Regions from separate parts of the Mus musculus genome. Here region 1 is linked to region 2. A link is a contact called in public Hi-C data. All regions are on one chromosome and are shown on one strand. Each heading gives the region's core, a stretch centred on a gene start, on an enhancer-like site or on the middle of the called end of the contact. The rest is flanking DNA. Distances are from core to core; before and after follow the strand shown. Region 1 holds the start of Il12b (interleukin 12b). Region 2 has its middle 44 kb from the start of Il12b.

Region 1 (3,734 bases), core at 1,011-3,510, 45 kb before region 2:
AGTTCCTCTGAGCCCGACTGCCTTCATATAAAAAGACATAAGGCTTATGTGATCTTCAAGAGCTATTGGGCATGCAGTGAGATGACATTGTATAATACCTTGCACTAGTAAAAAGCTAAGGAAAAAAATTGAAATTCTTTCTGTTTTGTGCACACTGGGTTGAAAAATAAAAATCTGCCAGGCTGTAGAGAGAAATGCCCAGAGAAGGTGATGCAATTATACACGGCTGTGAAACCCAGATGGTAGGACTCTGGGCAGGGAAAAAAGGCAGAGATTCCTGGCATCTCCTGGTGATCTCTTCATATGCTCTCAACACAGGGATTTCCCCTTTGGCTACATGCCAAGCATTTCCTCTGTCAGCCTCAGATGCACTTGAGCATCACACGTGAACCATATTTCAGGCTGAAGGGAGCCCTGGCAATGGTCCAAGGAACAATCTTCATTTCGGCATCACCTACATCTTAGATCATAGAAGACCAGCAGAGGGTGGAGATGATGGCAGGTCGCCTCTTAATCAAATCTGCACAAGCAAAAAAGTGTGCAGTATGTAGCCAGGCTTTGGCTTTCAGGCTGATTGGCAGATGCTGGGCTTTGTTTCCCTCTCACTCCACAATTCTTCCATATGCTATGTTTTAACAATTCTTTTTTGTTTGTTTGTTTGTTTGTTTGTTTTCATTAGTTTTCTTAAGTCCTGAAAGTCTTGTGCAAAGAGCACAGGAACCCTGGGCTGGATACTCTAGCTCCCTAGAGCATGCAAATGCTTCCAAACATTGCTGCCAGCGGGTGCCTGAGTGGACATCCCTTTTGCAAGTTTCATTCTGTTATTCTTTAATTTAAAAGAGAAATGATATGTAAAAATAAAAATGCCCAGAAACAACAATGCACAGTACAGATGGCGTGGCTGTCAGGGATGGCAAGGAGGGCACGGGCAAAGGGCCTTGGTTCTACAGCCAAACAGACCTCAGTCTGCCACTTGTTAGTTATGTGACCTTGACAAGTTGTGTTGACTTTGTCAAGCCTGTACTCCTAGATTAAAAATAACTCTGTCAGGTTAGGAGTTCATGAAATGATCCACAGAAAGTGCCAGCTTGAGCCCCAAATGAAAACAGGACCCCAAATAGCTACTCTTCCCCTTCAGCATCGCTGAAATGACAATCATTTGATTACGTCTTTAATGTCTGTCCCCCCTTTCCCATACCGAGGTGTGTGACAGAGGTCATATCTGTCTAGTCTTATATCCAGAATCTAGCCTAGAGAGAGTCCATGGATTGTTGGTGCAATAATCACAGTATTTCAGATCTCAGCAAAATGAATTCTTGGGGGTGACCTAACTTCATCTTGAAATGCCTTGCTTGAACAAACGGAGCCCCCAGCTGAGGCTCAGTGATCCCTGGGTGAAAGCAAGATGTCACCCTGCCCCATCACCCTGCCCCATCTGGTGCTCATGATTTCACCTGGGCAAGCAGAGGAAGCCAACCCATGAAGATTAGCCTTCCCTTTCTCACAGATTTTAGAACCCTTTAGGAAATAGTTTGGAACATGCCTTGGGCTTTCCAGTTTTGAAGAGGTGGCAAAGTTAGTTAAAATCCAAAGGAACCCCCAAACCCAGCTCTCCACTTTGATTATCATAGCTGATTCTAAAGGCCATCACAGGTAGGACATTCAGTGATGAGCTTAGGCTTGAAGGGGTACATGAAAGGCTTTTTTTTTTTTTAAGTTTCACTCTTAAGGCAAGAACAGAATTTTAACAACACTCCTTAACACATATGCATTAATACTTAAGAAAATGCACATAGTATATGTGTCTATATAGACAAAGCAAACCTTTCTATCAAATACACATCTGTCCACAATGCTTGGCACATATTATTAGTAGCTCAATTTTTTGAGACTCTCTCAAACTCATTACACAGCTGAATCTGGCCTTAAACTCCTGTGCATTCTGTTTCCTGCCTCCCAGATTTGGAGATTACAGGTGTGCGCCATCACATCTGTAATTAGCTGACTTTTTAAATGACTATTTGAAGCCCCTGTCGTCAAAGCCCCTGGTTTCCACCAGCGGGGAAAGCCATCCGAGATGCTCCCAGAATCCACTTACCCCACTCCCACGCTGCCTGGTTCAGGGGTAGCCTGTCCCCTGGAGTCTGAATCTGGACAGCCTCTAGATGCAGGGAGTTAGCGACAGGGAAGAGGAGAGAACTTACCTTGCTTTGCTGCGAGCTGCCTGGTCTGATGTGCCTGGACACCCACTGTTCCTTCTGCTGCCTTGGCTGCTCCTGGTGCTTATATACTCTACTCCTACAGAACTTTCTGATGGAAACCCAAAGTAGAAACTGACTAGTCTCAATTGCAACACTGAAAACTAGTGTCAAAACATTCTGGGGGAATTTTAAGAAGTTCCTCCCTCCCCCCCTTGCCTCCCTGAGTGCATCTATCATACAGAGGGAATATAGACGTCGAAATCCCAGGTTAAGAGGAAATGACTTCGGGGTGTGGAAAAAGGAAGGAGGCAGAGATACTAATTTCTGTTTACATCATGCCTAAGGTGAATAGAGGCGGCAATGGCTAACCTCTCCCGATTCCACAGACTGCAGAAAAAGGAAGGACTTGCCCCAAACCGAGTTCATGGTTCATGCCACAATCAAATAAGTAGGTGTTACAGGCCCAAAGAATAAAGGGCCTAGTGTATCTGGGCCACCTTTCCCCATGTTTTCTTGTTAGCATCTAAATTCAGAAGGTATTACCTCCTGTTTGGCTCCACGTACCCCCTACCTCATACCTATGTTGTCTGTATCCAGGGACAGCTCTGGGGAGGTGAATAACTAATAAAAGTCATAGTGTTTTGAGGGCGTCTCTTATGCTTATAGGTCCTTACTCATGGATTGATAGCAGCATGAACTGAGCTAGACATAGGCAAGCGTACAGATGATTCAAAGGTCACTCTTTTGGGTACCCATACTATATTCTCACTTCAGTAATAACGTGTCTGTGGTCCTATAAACCCTTTGTAGTTTCTCTTCTTGAGGAGTTTAAAATTGCAAAGAGGTGTGCAATCCTGTAAGTTGATGTTACCTCCCTTCCTCATCCGTGCTCAGAAATATTAGCTCTTCTTGCACATCCAGTTCGCATACAGATGAGAGCCACTCTCAGAGCCGCCGATAGAGGGCGCGAAGCGAGGACATCCTCGCGGTTGGGACGCAAGGGACACAACCCGCCGCTTCTCCATTCCTGTCCCTGGCCTGGGTTCCCGCCTCCTGGGAAGTTCCTAGGGCTGAGGTTGGACCCTGTCAGGTTTCGGGCGGTGTAGATTTCCGGCCTAACTTTCTTCCAAGTGTCAGTCTGCCTGGGGCGCGGGGAGGGGGAGAGAACTGCGGAGCTTCCCAGCCACACACTTCCTCACTCCAGCAGCCCAGCTGCAATCCCTCTTTGGTCCTGATCGGCTTCAAACTGAGGGTGGAGACATCAGTCACAGCAAGCTAGCTAGTGGCATCCCTGTACTCCTAGGCTTCGAGTGAAACTGGTTTTGCATACAAGATCATTCTTAAGTGAACAAAGTAGGTTTCGTTGCATAGTGAAATAGCAGTAAAAAATAATGTGCTAGTTTTAGGGGATCTCTGAGGACAGCCATAATCTCTGTGACTAAGATTGCTGGTCACACTGACCCTACATGCAAAGCTCATGGTTACCTCTGCCCATCTCTCCCAAGGACAGATCGGGAGTTCGTTAGAGCACCA
Region 2 (4,036 bases), core at 1,430-3,929:
TCATCTTCAGTCATAAACGCTGCTGCCTGTGCCTCCCAACAGCCATATCAATACATGGATTTGATTTGTACTTTCTGACGAGGCGGTCTTACCTCTACCTCACACTGGCCTTGAACTCCTGGTGCTCCTGCTGCCTCTGCCTCCCTAATTCTGGGATAATAAGTGCGAGCCATCACTACTGGCGATCTTTGATACACGGTAAAGTTACATTGTAGCACATTCATTGTTTTTCAGTCTATCTTTGGAAAACTCAACCCTCCTTTGAAGATATTCTTTCCTGTAGATATCCACAGGTGGCCTGAACCATTTTAAAGGAATGTAGGATTTTCCACAGTATATACCTTCATCCAATGTCATTTCGCTGGTAGACATGACTTCCAAATTGCACACACACACACACACACACACACACACACACACACACACACACACACACACACGGTGTAGTTGTAAACATGCATGCTAAGGCATGCTTGTGGAGGCTACAGGACAACTGGGGAGTGGGTCCCAGGAATTAAACACAGATCTTCAGGGTTAGTGGCAAGCTCCCTTACTTGCCGAGCCATCTTGATGGCCCCTGTCTTCTATTATCTGGATTCAATAAACAATGCTTTTATTCTACAGATATGTAGTAAGTACCAGCAGTGCCAGGCATGATTCTGTGCATGTGGGGGGTGCTGGGGATAATCAACAGGTAATGGTTATACAGCGTATAACACGCATTCTTGTGTGAGAGACTGTTAAGCTAAAAGATGACAAAATCAAATGAATTTTGCTAAATACGAGGAAAATGAAGATGGTGAGTGCAGATGCCATTTTACCCAGATCAGGTGGGGGGAACTTGAGGTGGTGGCATTTGAGCTCAGCCAGCAATGGTGAGCCAATTATGTGACTCAGGGAGAAGAAATAAGGCCAAGCACAAAAGCCTTGTGGAGGGAGCACGGTGCTATCTTTGAAGAACTAGACAGAAGTCACATCTCCTGACACTACTAATTCCTTTCTTACCAGTTGACTCGAGAGCATCAGAGGTGAGCCAGTCCACAGTGCTCCTCCATGACCTCTGCTTCAGTTCCTGCCTCCAGCTTCCTGCCATATTTCAAGTGTCTGTCTCCAATGACAGACTTTGACCTGGAACTGTAAGCAGAAGGAAAGCTTTTCTCCTCCCAAAGTTGCTTTTCGTAGTGATGTTTTATCACTGCAATAGATGCCTTAAGACAACAGAGTATCGCTCAGCTTCAAGAATGAAGGAAGTGCTGATATACGCCGTGACAGGGATGAACCTTGAAAGTCAAGTTCACAGAGACCAAAGTAGACTTGAGTTACTAGGGTCTGGAGAAGGGAGAAATGAGCTGCTGAATGGGTGCAGAGTTTCAGTTTCACAAGACAAAAAGCAACCTGGAGACATTGCACAATACAGCGGGCAGATACTGAGGCATGCTAAGTGACAGCTAAGGTGGCAAGTTTTATAAGTTTGGTTTTTTTTTTTCAACCATAATTTCAAAAGTCCAGCTGCATCACTTACTCTGGGTGACTTTTCTAGCCAGTCTCAAAGAGCTTGCATTGCTCTGTGTATGTGTAATGCCTCACAGCTGTGGAAACAGTTAATTGGGCTGTCTAGTTCCTCTCTCTCTCTCTCTCTCTCTCTCTCTCTCTCTCTCTCTCTCTCTCTCTCTCTCAGTCTCTCCCTCTCCCTCCCTTTGTAAAACTTGAAGCCTTGGGACTCAACCTTTGTAGGTGATTAAAAGGATGTGTGGTGTGTGTGTGTGGGGGGGGTGGTATATGTGTGTGGTGGTGTGTGTATGTGTGTGTGTGGTAGGTCTGTGTGTGGTATGGTGTGTGTGTGTGATGTGGTGTGTGTGTGGTGGTATGTGTGTGTATGGTGTGGTGTGGTGTGGCATGGTGGTGGTGGTGGTGTGTGTGTCTGTGTGTGTGTATAAGTGCTTGTGTAAATGGGTCCATGCATGGAGGGCAGAGGTTGGATTTGATAGAGGGCAGTGAATATTGTATGTCTTCCTCCGGTTTCTCAGCTTATTCTCCTAGACAGGCTCTCATTGAAACTTGAAGCTGGACCTTGCCCTTTGGATTAGAATGGCTGGCCACCAAGGTCCTCCTCTCTCTGCTTCCCCCCAGTGCTGGAGTGATAGGTGTGTGCCTATAGTTTACTGTATATAAATACATTAAATATAATAATATATTGTATGTAAATTATATATAAATATATAATAAAGTGTATATAAAATGTGCCACCATGTTTTATTTTTATGTGAGTGCCGGGAACAGGTCCTCCAGCTTTCTATGGTAAATAGTTTAACCCTCACCCTACGTCCTCTGCATTTAAAGACTTGCATGACTTGACTGGGCTATTTTGGATCCTCTGGGATCATCTCTAGACTTTGTCCTGAATCTCATTCATAAAGTCCCCTTTGTTGTGTCCAACAATGGCTTCCACAGTCCTATGAGTGAAGGCATAGATGCTGAAGAGATTATTGTTCTAACTGCTGTGGTGGCATCCACTATCACGTTAGAATGAAACGGTTTCTCAGAACACAAGAGAGCTCTGGGGAGGGAGGATTTGGATGTAGACAACAGAAATGAGCCACTGGCAGTCAATGTACGGCCAGGGTTGCTGTAGATGAAGAGTGCCTGGTTTCAGCTTGCTAAAAGCAGAAGATGATACTCTCGAACACACAGAGCAGAACTTTGCAGGCTGCCCACTTCCCCCACGAGAGCAGCTCTGCTGGCTCTAAGGCCTGTGACGCCAATTCCTTCCTCCATGATGCTCACAAACTCTTTACTGCTGCTGGAATTGAAGCCTGTTGTGTTTACTATGAGGAGAGGTAACTCCTCAGCATCCTGTTATTATCTGGCATTAACTCCCCGTGCTGTTTCCCAAAGGGGTCTCTAGAATGTCGGACAGAGACTCAACTGATAGAAGCTTATTCCTCAGTGTGAAACTATTGTAGGTGGTGGAGCTTTTAAGAAGTGGAGGGATGGCTCAGGGTTACTAAGCTTGAGGAGTCCATGTCAACCTGGTGCAACAACATGTTTCTGGGATCCCACCCAGTGTTTCTGCTGTGAGGTGGAAGGTGGAGACTAGAGAACCCCTGGAAGTTTTCAGGCTAGCTAGCCTGGATTATGCAGAGTAAAACAACAGAGAGACCTTGTCATAAAAAGGTGGAAAGCAAAGGCCAACACCCAAGGCTGTTTTCTGATCTCCACACATATGCTGTGGCTTATGTGTCATATATCCATACATACGTACATGTGCACACATATATGGGGAATGATGAGTGCACACATACAAAAAGAAAGAATGAGAGGAAGGAAGGAAGGAAGGAAGGAAGGAAGGAAGGAAGAAAAAAGCAGATTGAATTGAAGGGAGTTAGACCCTAGTATAGGGGAGGCAAGGTCAGTAGAATATGATGGTATGATGGGACTCTAGTTTCTTTGTCTGTCTATGGTGTCCTGGTGACTAGGTGACCAGCCTGCTTCTGCCATACAATCTGCCATCATGTTCTGCTTCACAACAACCCCCAATCCAAGAGGACCAAATGACCACAGAGGCAAACCCACAGAAACATGAGGCAAAATAAACCTTTCTTCTTTGTAACTTGTTTACTTCAGACATTTTGTTATAGTAGTGGAAGGTGACTGATGTATCCCCTCTAACAAGATGGAGTTTCAGAAGTACACTGGCATGATATCACCACTCAATCAATCACGCCTTTGTTATCTTTCCTGTTTCTGCCACTTAATCCCTTTGCCACTTTTCTCCTCTTTCATAGTTTTCTGGAGTATTTAATGTAAGATTATGAAAAAGAATACATAGCATTTCAACTTAGAAAACAGCTAGATAGTGTGCTAGCCATGGTGGTTTATGTCTATAATTCCAGCATGTGAAGGCTGTAAACAGGAGAATCTGGAGATCAAGGCCAACTTCTGCTACACAGAAATTGGAGGACAGCCTGTTCCACATGAGATCTTGTTTCAGCAAAAACAAACAAGCAAAAAAAAAAAACAAAAAACAAAAACAAAC

What was found. Hi-C and Micro-C count contacts between places; a contact is called where the count stands out from the background.
Region 1: a Hi-C map of bone marrow-derived dendritic cells shows a contact between it and region 2, with 1.7 times the contacts expected there. The contact joins the promoter of Il12b here to the enhancer-like site in region 2. A contact is called at or near these places in 7 of 39 promoter capture datasets (the 3T3-L1 cell line, 3T3-L1-derived adipocytes, cranial neural crest and 3 more), 7 of 484 Hi-C or Micro-C datasets (the C2C12 cell line, Sertoli cells, bone marrow-derived dendritic cells and 4 more), 1 of 115 datasets of contacts at active chromatin or transcription factors (embryonic stem cells) and 1 of 9 other capture datasets (adipose tissue).

What each region holds. Positions count from the first base shown.
Region 1 is chr11:44,398,589-44,402,322 of GRCm38.p6, reverse strand. It overlaps Il12b (interleukin 12b), which reads right to left and starts at 2,260. Exons shown (of 8, transcript NM_001303244.1): 1 at 2,205-2,260.
Region 2 is chr11:44,353,729-44,357,764 of GRCm38.p6, reverse strand. No RefSeq gene overlaps it. Among named protein-coding and RNA genes, the nearest start is that of Il12b, 44 kb to the left of the region's middle. Within about 2 kb of position 2,679, at least 29 of the 459 cell types and tissues checked have an H3K27ac peak or open chromatin away from gene starts, as enhancers often do. A contact at or near this core is called in bone marrow-derived dendritic cells and myeloid progenitors, where this site is marked.